Regions from separate parts of the Macaca mulatta genome. Here region 1 is linked to region 2. The links are chromatin contacts, called in public Hi-C maps. All regions are on one chromosome and are shown on one strand. Each heading gives the region's core, a stretch centred on a gene start, on an enhancer-like site or on the middle of the called end of the contact. The rest is flanking DNA. Distances are from core to core; before and after follow the strand shown.

The links. A called contact is a pair of places that touch in the nucleus more often than the background predicts.
Region 1: a Hi-C map of fetal cortical plate shows a contact between it and region 2, with 2.5 times the contacts expected there. The contact joins the promoter of FGF8 here to the promoter of DPCD in region 2. A contact is called at or near these places in 5 of 14 Hi-C or Micro-C datasets (blood, cortical neurons, fetal cortex germinal zone and 2 more).

The regions. Positions count from the first base shown.
Region 1 is chr9:113,861,401-113,866,133 of T2T-MMU8v2.0, forward strand. FGF8 (fibroblast growth factor 8) reads right to left here and starts at 2,671. Exons shown (of 5, transcript XM_077947363.1): 1 at 2,598-2,671. It overlaps NPM3 (nucleophosmin/nucleoplasmin 3), which reads right to left. Exons shown (of 6, transcript NM_001194502.3): 4 at 4,556-4,649; 5 at 4,024-4,151; 6 at 3,614-3,929. The coding sequence ends at 4,033.
Region 2 is chr9:113,662,339-113,666,928 of T2T-MMU8v2.0, forward strand. It overlaps DPCD (deleted in primary ciliary dyskinesia homolog), which reads left to right and starts at 1,976. Exons shown (of 6, transcript XM_077947364.1): 1 at 1,976-2,091. The coding sequence starts at 2,028. POLL (DNA polymerase lambda) reads right to left here and starts at 1,095. Exons shown (of 8, transcript NM_001266906.2): 1 at 944-1,095. The coding sequence starts at 1,058. LOC144331275 (a long non-coding RNA gene) reads right to left here and starts at 3,796. Exons shown (of 2, transcript XR_013398313.1): 1 at 3,326-3,796; 2 at 3,108-3,189.

The DNA.
Region 1 (4,733 bases), core at 1,421-3,920, 200 kb after region 2:
AGGCACAAAGCTGGGCAGAGCTGTTCTGCAGTTAAAAGTTCATTGAATGAAAGAATGAATGATGGGGAAAGTGGCTGAGTCTTCAGACTTCAGCCTATTTGCAACTTCCCCAGGAAGACCTGCCTTCACCCCCTCCCAACAGATGATCACCAGCAACACCACCAGTAAGTGAGCACTTGTATCTGCTACAGGCTTGGCAGGCACTGTCTCCTCTAAAGCCCATGGGGAGGTGGGCTCATCAGGCGGAGACAAGTCAGGTGGACACAAGTGGCCACAGCCCAGGCCAGCCCTTGCCTCCCCTGTGCTCTGTGTTAAGGCCTGAGTCACAATTTGTTGAGTGGGTCTCTTTCCCTCTCTGCACTGCTTCAAGCGGGCAAGGGTGATGTCTGTTTGCTTGTGGTCTTACCCTCATCCCTGTACATAGCAGGCCCTCAGGCTGTTTAGTTGTGTATATTGATGAACAAATGATTGAATGGAGAGATGGGGACAGGGGACAGGCACTTCCTGTAAGAAACGGGCTTTCTCCCACCATGGACTCTCTGAACTTCAGTGAGATGAGCAGAGCAGGGAGTAGGCCCCAGGCAGGGGTGAGGGTGATCCACCCATCCAACAGTGTTTGCATGGTCCTGGGGTCACAGCCAGAGTAACTCTGGGTACCTGCCCCTCCCTGGAACGGGGGTAGGGGCAGAGCCCCTGGCTGAGACCAGCATTCAGCTCCCGCTGTGGAACCCCCAGAAGATTCTGAGGCCCTGGGCTGACCCTCAATGGTCTTCAGCCACCCTTCTTCCTCTGCCCCAGAGAAAGAAGATGGGCGTCCTGGGATCTGAAGGGTCTGAGGTCAAGTTTCAGTCCTGTCCCAGCCTCTGCCAGGGAGTCTGTACTGGACCAGGATTCCTTTACATTTGGATTTGGGGACCCTCCTGAGAAGTGGACCCTCACCTAGTTCGTTGAAATTCTCATCTCCCCAAAAGTCCCTTTCTCTGGGGGAGAGAAGCAGATGGAGGCACCCCATGAGCAAGCACCTGGCTCTGCCCCGGCACGCCCCATGACTGACAGATGCAAATATCCCGCCGGGCCCCCGCAGGCCGCTCCCTCCCTCGCTGGCTCACCCGCCTCCCGGCCAGCTCCCTCCCTCCTTTATCTTATCAAAGCCGGGTAATTACAATTGCTATTTTGTTTCCTCGAATCTGCAATCAGAGCTCCCTGGCCCAGATGAGGGAGCGCCTGTCAACCTGATCGCTGAGTGACAGCCCAGCCACCTTTCCCGGCCGCCCCCACACTCCGCAAACACAAACACACACACGCACAGACACAAACTCCCTCACCTGCAAACACAAACACACACTCCTCGGCAACACACGGCCCGTCTCCGCAGACACGCCCTCGCCGGCACCCAGACACACTCCTTCAGCCTATTTCCAAACGCACCCCTCGATCCCAGCCCAGCCCCTGGCCCCTCCAATCCACACCCGCCGGAGACCGCAGCTTGCTCCGACGCGCGCTTCCTGCGCCGGGCGTTCAAAGCGCCGCGGACTCACCGCCGACCGTTCAAATGCAAATCGCCGAGACTACGTTAAGCACTTCGGCCGCTGTCTGGGAGTCGTCTCCCTCGGCCCCCAAATAGGAGCCTGCCCTTCCTCCAGCAGTCGGCAAACCCCGGCGTATGCCTTCATCCCCCAGGGCTGTGAGGTCACAGTGAGCCGGCAGCGCTCCTACTGTGCGCTGAAGGGCAGAGAAGAGGGCTCGAGGAGAGGCGGGGGCGTGGAGAGAGGAATAAACTATGCCCAGCTGTGTCCGCAGGGCGCCCCAACCGGCCAAGATACTCCTGGGCCGAGAGGCTGATGTGGATTGGGCCCCCACTGCGGGCAGGAGCGTGCTCGGCGCTGGCCCGCTCCCACCGGGAGACCGACCCAGAAAACCGGGAAGAATGCACGGAGCGATCAGTGCCATCGCGGGGGGTGGGTGGGATAAATATTGGGGCGGCGCCGCGCAGGGTGTAGATGGGTCAGCTAGGGAGGCCTCCCCGGAGAGAGGACTCTGCGAGGCACTCAGCCAGTCTCCCGCTCCTCCTGCCACGCACGTGCCGAGGCCTTTGGAGGCTGGGGCCAAAAGGAGGAAGGAAGGGAAAGAGGAGTGAGGGCCGCAGCCCGACTTCCCCGCTCCAACTCGAGTCGTTTGAATGAATGAATGAACGTATGCACGCATGCAAGCAAGCCTCAATGGCATTCCCCCGGCTTCTGCCCAAGATTCGGCCGCCCAGAGCACTGGCGGGACTCGGAGGCCCCGGCCCCAGGGCGCCCGCCCGGAGCCTCTAGAGGCCAGGGGAGCGGTACGACCACGAACGGCTTCTACCTCGCCCGCCAGAGGGCGCCAGCCCGGCCTTCCCTCTGCCTGTCGACCGCGCTCCGCAGCGAGACCCATGGTTTCCAGCCAGGCCGCCCCTCCGCTGGGTTCCCCAGGGAAGCATTTTTAAGAGTCGTCCTGGAGCGGAGAAAGGCGCCTGCGACCCAGATCACCGCAACACAGACGGGCGTCATCTCCCTTTGTCCTCAACTTGAGGAAGAGGGAGGTTGGAAATTGGACCCCTAGTTCCTCACCACGGGCTCAGGGAGAATCTCCTTCACTAGGGATGCGCTGAAGAGCGTGCGGGTAGGTACTGAGGACGCAAGGTCTTCAAAGCTGACCTCACCTGCCCCAAAACCACCAGCCCATGATATCCCGGAGCCCCTCCCCCTTGCCCAGAGGCTGGGGGTAGGAGTTGGCCTGACCCCCATCAGGCCCTGTTCTCTGTCTATCCTCAGCCTTTGTGGCCCCAGGCTGTCTCGGGAGGCAATGTTTTGTTTGTTTGTTTGTTTGTGGGCATTGACAATCCTCCCCCCCCCCCACACACAGCTGCTGAACTGCTGACCCCAGAGCTGGTCACACACACTCATCCTCAAATCAGGTGTGTCCCTTCTTCCTGGCACAAAGACAGCCAAGTGCCAAAACTACCTGATTCCAGGCACCAGAGACCCCACGGGGTGTGGGGGACAAGAACCCCTTAGTCCAGGAGGCCAATTCCCAGGGGCCCTTTTCTGCCCCCATATGCCAGGCCACCCGGATTCTGGTTTCCCTGTCACCCAATCTGGCTAGTCCCCTCCATCTGGCCCCCGGAGTCAGGTTTCTGTAAGGTCCCAGCCCTGCTCAAGAGGGCCTGCGAGGCTCAAAGGAGGAGCGAAGCCTGGTCCCACCCTGCCCTCACAGGCCCTCTCTGGGCCGGAGCCCCTCATGGGGCTAGGGACGCACATTCCTCAGGCTGCCCAAGCCCGCTTATCTGCCCCCTGCCCATCAGCCTGAGTGCTGACAGAGGCCCAGACCCCTTGTTTGGATGCTGATAACCTCCTGCGATGGCCCTCCCCCACCTGCAGAGACTGAAAACGGGCTGAGTGTTGGGAGGTCCTCTTCCAGCAAGGCAACTGGGGCCCAGGCCCCTGGTCCTAGCCCAGGGTCGTGAGGGTAGAAGATCCCAGAGTTCTCCACCCTCCCCCAGGCCCAGGACCACCCTGGGTGCTGCCACAGTGCCACCTGGCGGTCCCTAGGGAAACATCACCTAGCACAGGAAGAAGCCACACAGGAGCTGCAAAAATCCCACACCACTTTATTTCAACCTTTATCCAAAAATGTAAAAACTATTAAAAATCTGTAGTTCTGAGTTTCCGGCACTAACTTCTAATCCTCACAGACAGGTGGGAAGAGAGGCCCCAAGAATGGTGCAAGATCAGAAAACCAGGGCTGTGTGGAGCACAGGCCCTCTCCTAGCACCAAAGACCCAAGTCCCTCCCACCCAAACCCCACCCAAGCTCTCCTCTTCAAGGAAGAAGAAACATTTACAATTCTTGAAACTTCTCGGGGAACAGGGTTCATGGCGGTGCATGGCACATGGAGCTGACCTGAAAAGAGGAAACAAGGAATCAGCACCTAGGCCCTCAACTGCTTCTCCCGCCCCTTCCCAGAGCGTGCTGGGCACTTCTCCCCGCAACTCACCAAGGAGGGCTAGGGCCTGCCCCCCTGCTTTTTGGCAGGAAGGATGGGGCACAGCTCAGCTTCTTCCTCCTCACTGTCTTCTTCTTCTTCCTCGCTCTCCTCCTCAGAAACATCATTGCTCATCGTAACTGGTGGACACACAAGCAGTAGAAGGATGGGATGTTAAGACCAGACACTTTCACACCGCATCCATTTCTTCATGCCCTGTGGTTCTAGGCTTGCAGGGACCCTGACCTCCCAGTGCTTATGGGCTAAGTGGGAAGAACCTCAGACCCTGAACTGGGTCACAAAGAGCCAAAGGAGTCTTCATCACTGGAGCTGGAGAAGCTGGGCCATGTTCCATGGAGGAGGTAGGCTTGAGTAGACGGAAAGGAGAGGGCATGTCATGCACAGGGCACAGCGTGAAGGGCACGCAGACCTGTACAGGACTGCACTGGGAGATGAAGGTGGGATGGGGCAGGAGTGCGGAGTGGGGGAAGCCTGATGGGAGAGTCTACTGGAAGCAAAGGAGAGGGCCCTTTCCTCCTCTCACCAATCTGGTGCCGCCCAGTGATCCGCACAGGGCCAGAGCCCGACTTCAGGCGGAAGGTTACAGGTGGTTGGAGCTGGAAGTCGTCCAGACTGAGCTGGGAGGAAGACAAGGATGAAGGCCTGGCCCACTCCTAGCCCACCCCACACTGTAATGAGTACTGACGTCCTCAACCCCGTCA
Region 2 (4,590 bases), core at 726-3,225:
CTTCCATCCAGGCAGGTTTCCTTCTATATACAGCAAATTTTCTCACAGGCCAGTACTTGAAAGTAAGGGACAAGGATTTTTATACGTCCTGTTCCTTGGTGCAACCTAGAAGTGTCTGGCACATTGTAAGTAACCTGTAAATATCTGCTGAATGAATGCCTCCTCCCTTCTTACTTTGTTTTTGTTTTGTTTTTTTCGTTTGTTTGTTTGGAGACAGTCTCACTCTGTTGCCCAGGCTGGAGTACAGTGGCGTCATCTTGGCTCACTGCAACCTCCATCTCCCGGGCTCAAGCGATTCTCATGCCTCAGCCTCCCAAGTAGCTGGGATTACAGGCATGTGCCACCATGCCTGGCTAATTTTTTGTATTTTTGGTAGAGACGGGGTTTCGCCACATTGCCCAGGCTGGTCTCGAACTCCTGAGCACAGGTGATCTGCCTGCCTTGGCCTCCCAAAGTGCTGGGATTACAGGCATGAGCCACCGCGCCCAGCCTCTCTCCATACTTTGAATCCTTTATCATTTATTCTTTCAACAATGCACATTTCTTGCCCTTACACTCTGACAGACCCGACAACCCTGCCTCCAAAGCCTCTGCTATTTATTTATCAATTTGGCTGCAAAACAACTAACAACAATCCTGGGTAATGGAGGGGGGTTTCTGTCCCAGTCCCCCAGGGCAAAAATTATACTGGTCATTCCCTGAGGGTCCAGGGAGTCTTTTCCAATTGATAGGGGTGTTCAGGTAGAAAAGAAGATAACACAGCAAATGGCCTGTCCAAGACCCAGGACCAAGCTTAGTACAAGGCAGATACAAACAGACCTGCAGTCCATGGACAGGCAGAGTCAGCTCCAATATCTGATTCTGGACATGAACAACATAGGGCTGAAGCACATGAAGGCTGAGGGTTCAAGCGCATGAGGGTTCTGAGAGTGGGTCATCTCACCTTCTGCTTCTTCTCCCTCTTCCTTCCTGGGAATCTTTGCAAGTACTTTTGATGATGCATCAGCATGAATTTTCTTCCGTTTGGGAAACGCCTTCAAGATACCCCTGGGATCCATTGAAGTACGGCTGCATCCCAGCCTGTTGGAGGGTTGGTCAGGGCTGCTGTCAGGTGGAAATACAGAATTAAGGATCTCCAACCCCTTTGCCTATGGAGGTAGGGGGTAGCAGCCCAGTTTGGGGAAGCGGGAGGTTGGGGGGGATCTCTTCAAACCCTGTTAAACTAGCTTTTTAGCCTAGCTTCACACTCCCCAGTCTTTCAAAGTTGGAGTATTAGGGGAAATGAGGGGAAGGCTGGAGCCATCGGGGGTACTTTTAAGGAGTAGGAAACTATACCCATTCCTCAAAGGGGTTGCTCTAAAGATTCAGCACAGCCCTCCTGCTGCGGCCCACTTCGAAGGGCTTTACCAAAATGGGATGCTGGGCTAGGAAATGGAGCTTTAGGGGATGGAGCGGAGACTGGGGAGGACCTGCACATAAACTCCACATACTCTTTTTCTACCTCCAACACAGACTTGCAGAGGAAAACCTGAGGAGGCGGACTTTCGCGGGTGAGTGGGAACGCCCTGCACCTGCCCTGGTCTCAGCCTCTCGACATGGGGATGCTCAGCGCCGCAGCTGCGGGGAGATGGGGCACGGCCGCAGCAGGTGTGGGGAGCCCTCCGGGAATGGAGGAGTCTCGCAGCTGGGGGTGAAGACCCAGGCAGGTGTGGTGTACTCGCCCTGTACGCAGCTGGCGCAGGCCAGGGAATCCCAGCTCGGGGCTAGTAGAGAGTTGGAGTGCCCAACCCCGGCGCCAAGAGTCTCTCTCCAACCGCCAGAGTCAGTCCCCGGGTGCGGTCGACAACAGGCCAAGTTGGTCACCCGAGGGTGGGCAGGAGTAGGCCACTTACCAGGAGAGCCAATGAGAACGGACGAAGGGGGGAAGGAGGGCAAATGCCCAGAATAGCTTCCGAGTCAGCCGGAAGTGACCTTCAGTGGAACGGTTGCCATGGCAGCGGCCGGGCGGGCTGCTTAGCACAGGAAAGATGGCGGTGACGGGCTGGTTGGAGAGTCTGCGGACAGCCCAGAAGACTGCACTGCTGCAGGACGGTAACTCGAGGGTCCCCGCGAGCTCCTTCGTTTTTTTCCCCCAGGGTCCGGCCCTCCGGGAAGGGCCTCAGGGCCTGGGTCGGCAGAGCTGGAAGGGTCTCGGTGGTCAGCCGGGCCAGGTCCTGCATTTGCGGATGAGGAGACTAAGGCTCACAGAGATGACATGACCAGAACACATGTCTCCGGACACCCCTTAAATTTCTCTACACCATCTCGCCCCGCTCTGAGTTCTGTTGCTAATATAGTAATTTCTTTTACATTCGTTATCTCATTTGCTCCTCACCACTGTCCTGAGAGGCTAATTTTCCACCCCGTTTTACAGAAGAGGAAACTGAAATCCAAGAATGTTTTGGACTTTAGAGAGGAGAGAGGCCTGGGCTCTAGTTCCGACTGTGCCATTAATTCACCACGGGCTCTCCAGTCGGCACCTTTACTTGTTTGGGCCTCACTTTCCTCATCTGTAAAATTAAGTGGATGGACTACCGTTGTTATCTCTGAGGTCCTTTCCAGCTGTAATATTTTTGTTAAGTGAACCTCTAAATGTTTTCTGTGTCTTAAGGGGAGCTAGAGCAAGGACCAAGGGCTGTGCATGGAAGAAGTGGGCACAGGGGCATGGATATCTAACTTTTCCTCACCCTAGGATTGGCCGATGTCAGCCCCCTGTGCACTTGGGTCCTTTCTGGACCCACTGGGTAACCAGGATGAATTGTGTCTGAAGTTCCTGAGACTTTCAAGATAATAGCTGGTGATTCACATTCACAGGCAGAGGCCAATCAGGGAAGCCTGGAGTTTGTGGAAATTAAAATCATTTACTCGTTCGTGCAACATTTAGGGAGGCTTTTACTATGTGCCAAGCTCTAAACTAGAACAGAAAGAAAAAGATATGTTGTCACAGGACTTGGACTGGTTGGGAAAAACATGTATTTAAGTAATAAGATGTGTTAAATAGAGGTTGTAGTCTTGTATAAAATGGTAGGAAAGAGTGAAGGTGTAAGCGACATGTCTTTGGAAGAAGACCCAACAGAAGTGATGATGTTTCTGGGTCCTGAAGAATTAATAAGGCCAGGCATAGTGGCTCACGCCGGTAATTCCAGCACTCTGGGAGGCTGAGGCGGGTGGATCGTTTGAGCTCAGGAGTTCGAGACCAGCTTGGGCAACATGGCCAAACCTCATCTCTTCAAAAAATACAAAAATTATGGCCAGGTGTGGTGGTTCACGCCTGTAATCCCAGCACTTTGGGAGGCTGAGGTGGGCGGATCCTTTGAGGCCAGGAGTTCGAGACCAGCCTAGCCAAGATGATGAAACCCCATGTCTACTAAAAATGCAAAAAAATTAGCCAGGCATGGTGGTGTGCACCTGTAATTCCAGCTACTCTGGAAGCTGAGGCAGGAGAATCGCTTGAACCCGGGAGACGGAGGTTACAGTGCACTGAGATTGCACCACTGCATTCCAGCCTGGGTGACAAGTGAGTAAGACTCTGTCTCAGACAAAAAACAAACAAACAAAAGACAAAAATTAGCCGGGCATCACGGTACATGCCCCGTAGTCCCAGCTACCTTGTGGCTGAGGCCAGAGGACCACTTGAGCCAGGGAGGTAGACGCAGCAGTGAGCCGAGATCATGCCACTGCACTCCAGCTTGGGCGACACAGCGAGACCCTGTCTCAAAAAAAAAAAAAAAACAGGAAAAAAAAAAGAATTAAAATAGGTGTTTGCTGAGTGAAGAAGAGGGGATAGCTATTCAAGGAAGAACGACTCACATATAAGGGCCCATATGTAAAGGTGTGAAGGTACGTGCCTGATTACTAGGGGAGTAACAAAACGTTTAGTAATGTTAAAGCAGTCACCCAGTCAGAACAAACCACCTGTAACTATGTCAGGTACTATGCTACATGCCAGGATAGAAGGGAGAATAAAAAGGTCCCTTTTCTCAAGCAGCAATAAGGGGATGTTGTGGAAAATGAAGAGAGGTTACAGATAAATTAGGACATATTGTGATAGATTTCTTATGCCTTGCTAAATATTTAGGACATTTTCTCATAGGACAGTGGTTTTCTGTTTTTATTGTGGTAATAAATACATCACAGAATTTAGCATTTTAATCATTTTTAAGTGTACAGTTCTGTGGCATTAAGTGCATTCACATTGTTGTGCAACTATCACCACCATCTTCAGAACTTTTTAATCTTTCTCAACGGAAATTTTTTTCTTTTTGGAGACAGGGTCTTGCTCTGTCACCCAGGCTGTGGGGTACAGTAGTACGATCATAGCTCACTGCAGCCTTGAACTCCTAGGCTCATGTAATCCTCCCACCTCAGCCTCTTGAATAGCTGGGACTACAGGCATGTGCCACTACACTCAGCTCAAGTGAAATTCTGTAAATCAAACGCCAACTCCTCATTCCCTCCTCCTCCCATCCCCTGGCAACCACCATTTGACTTTCCGTCTCTATGAATTTGACTGCTCTAAGAACCTCATCTAAGTGGAATCATACAATATTT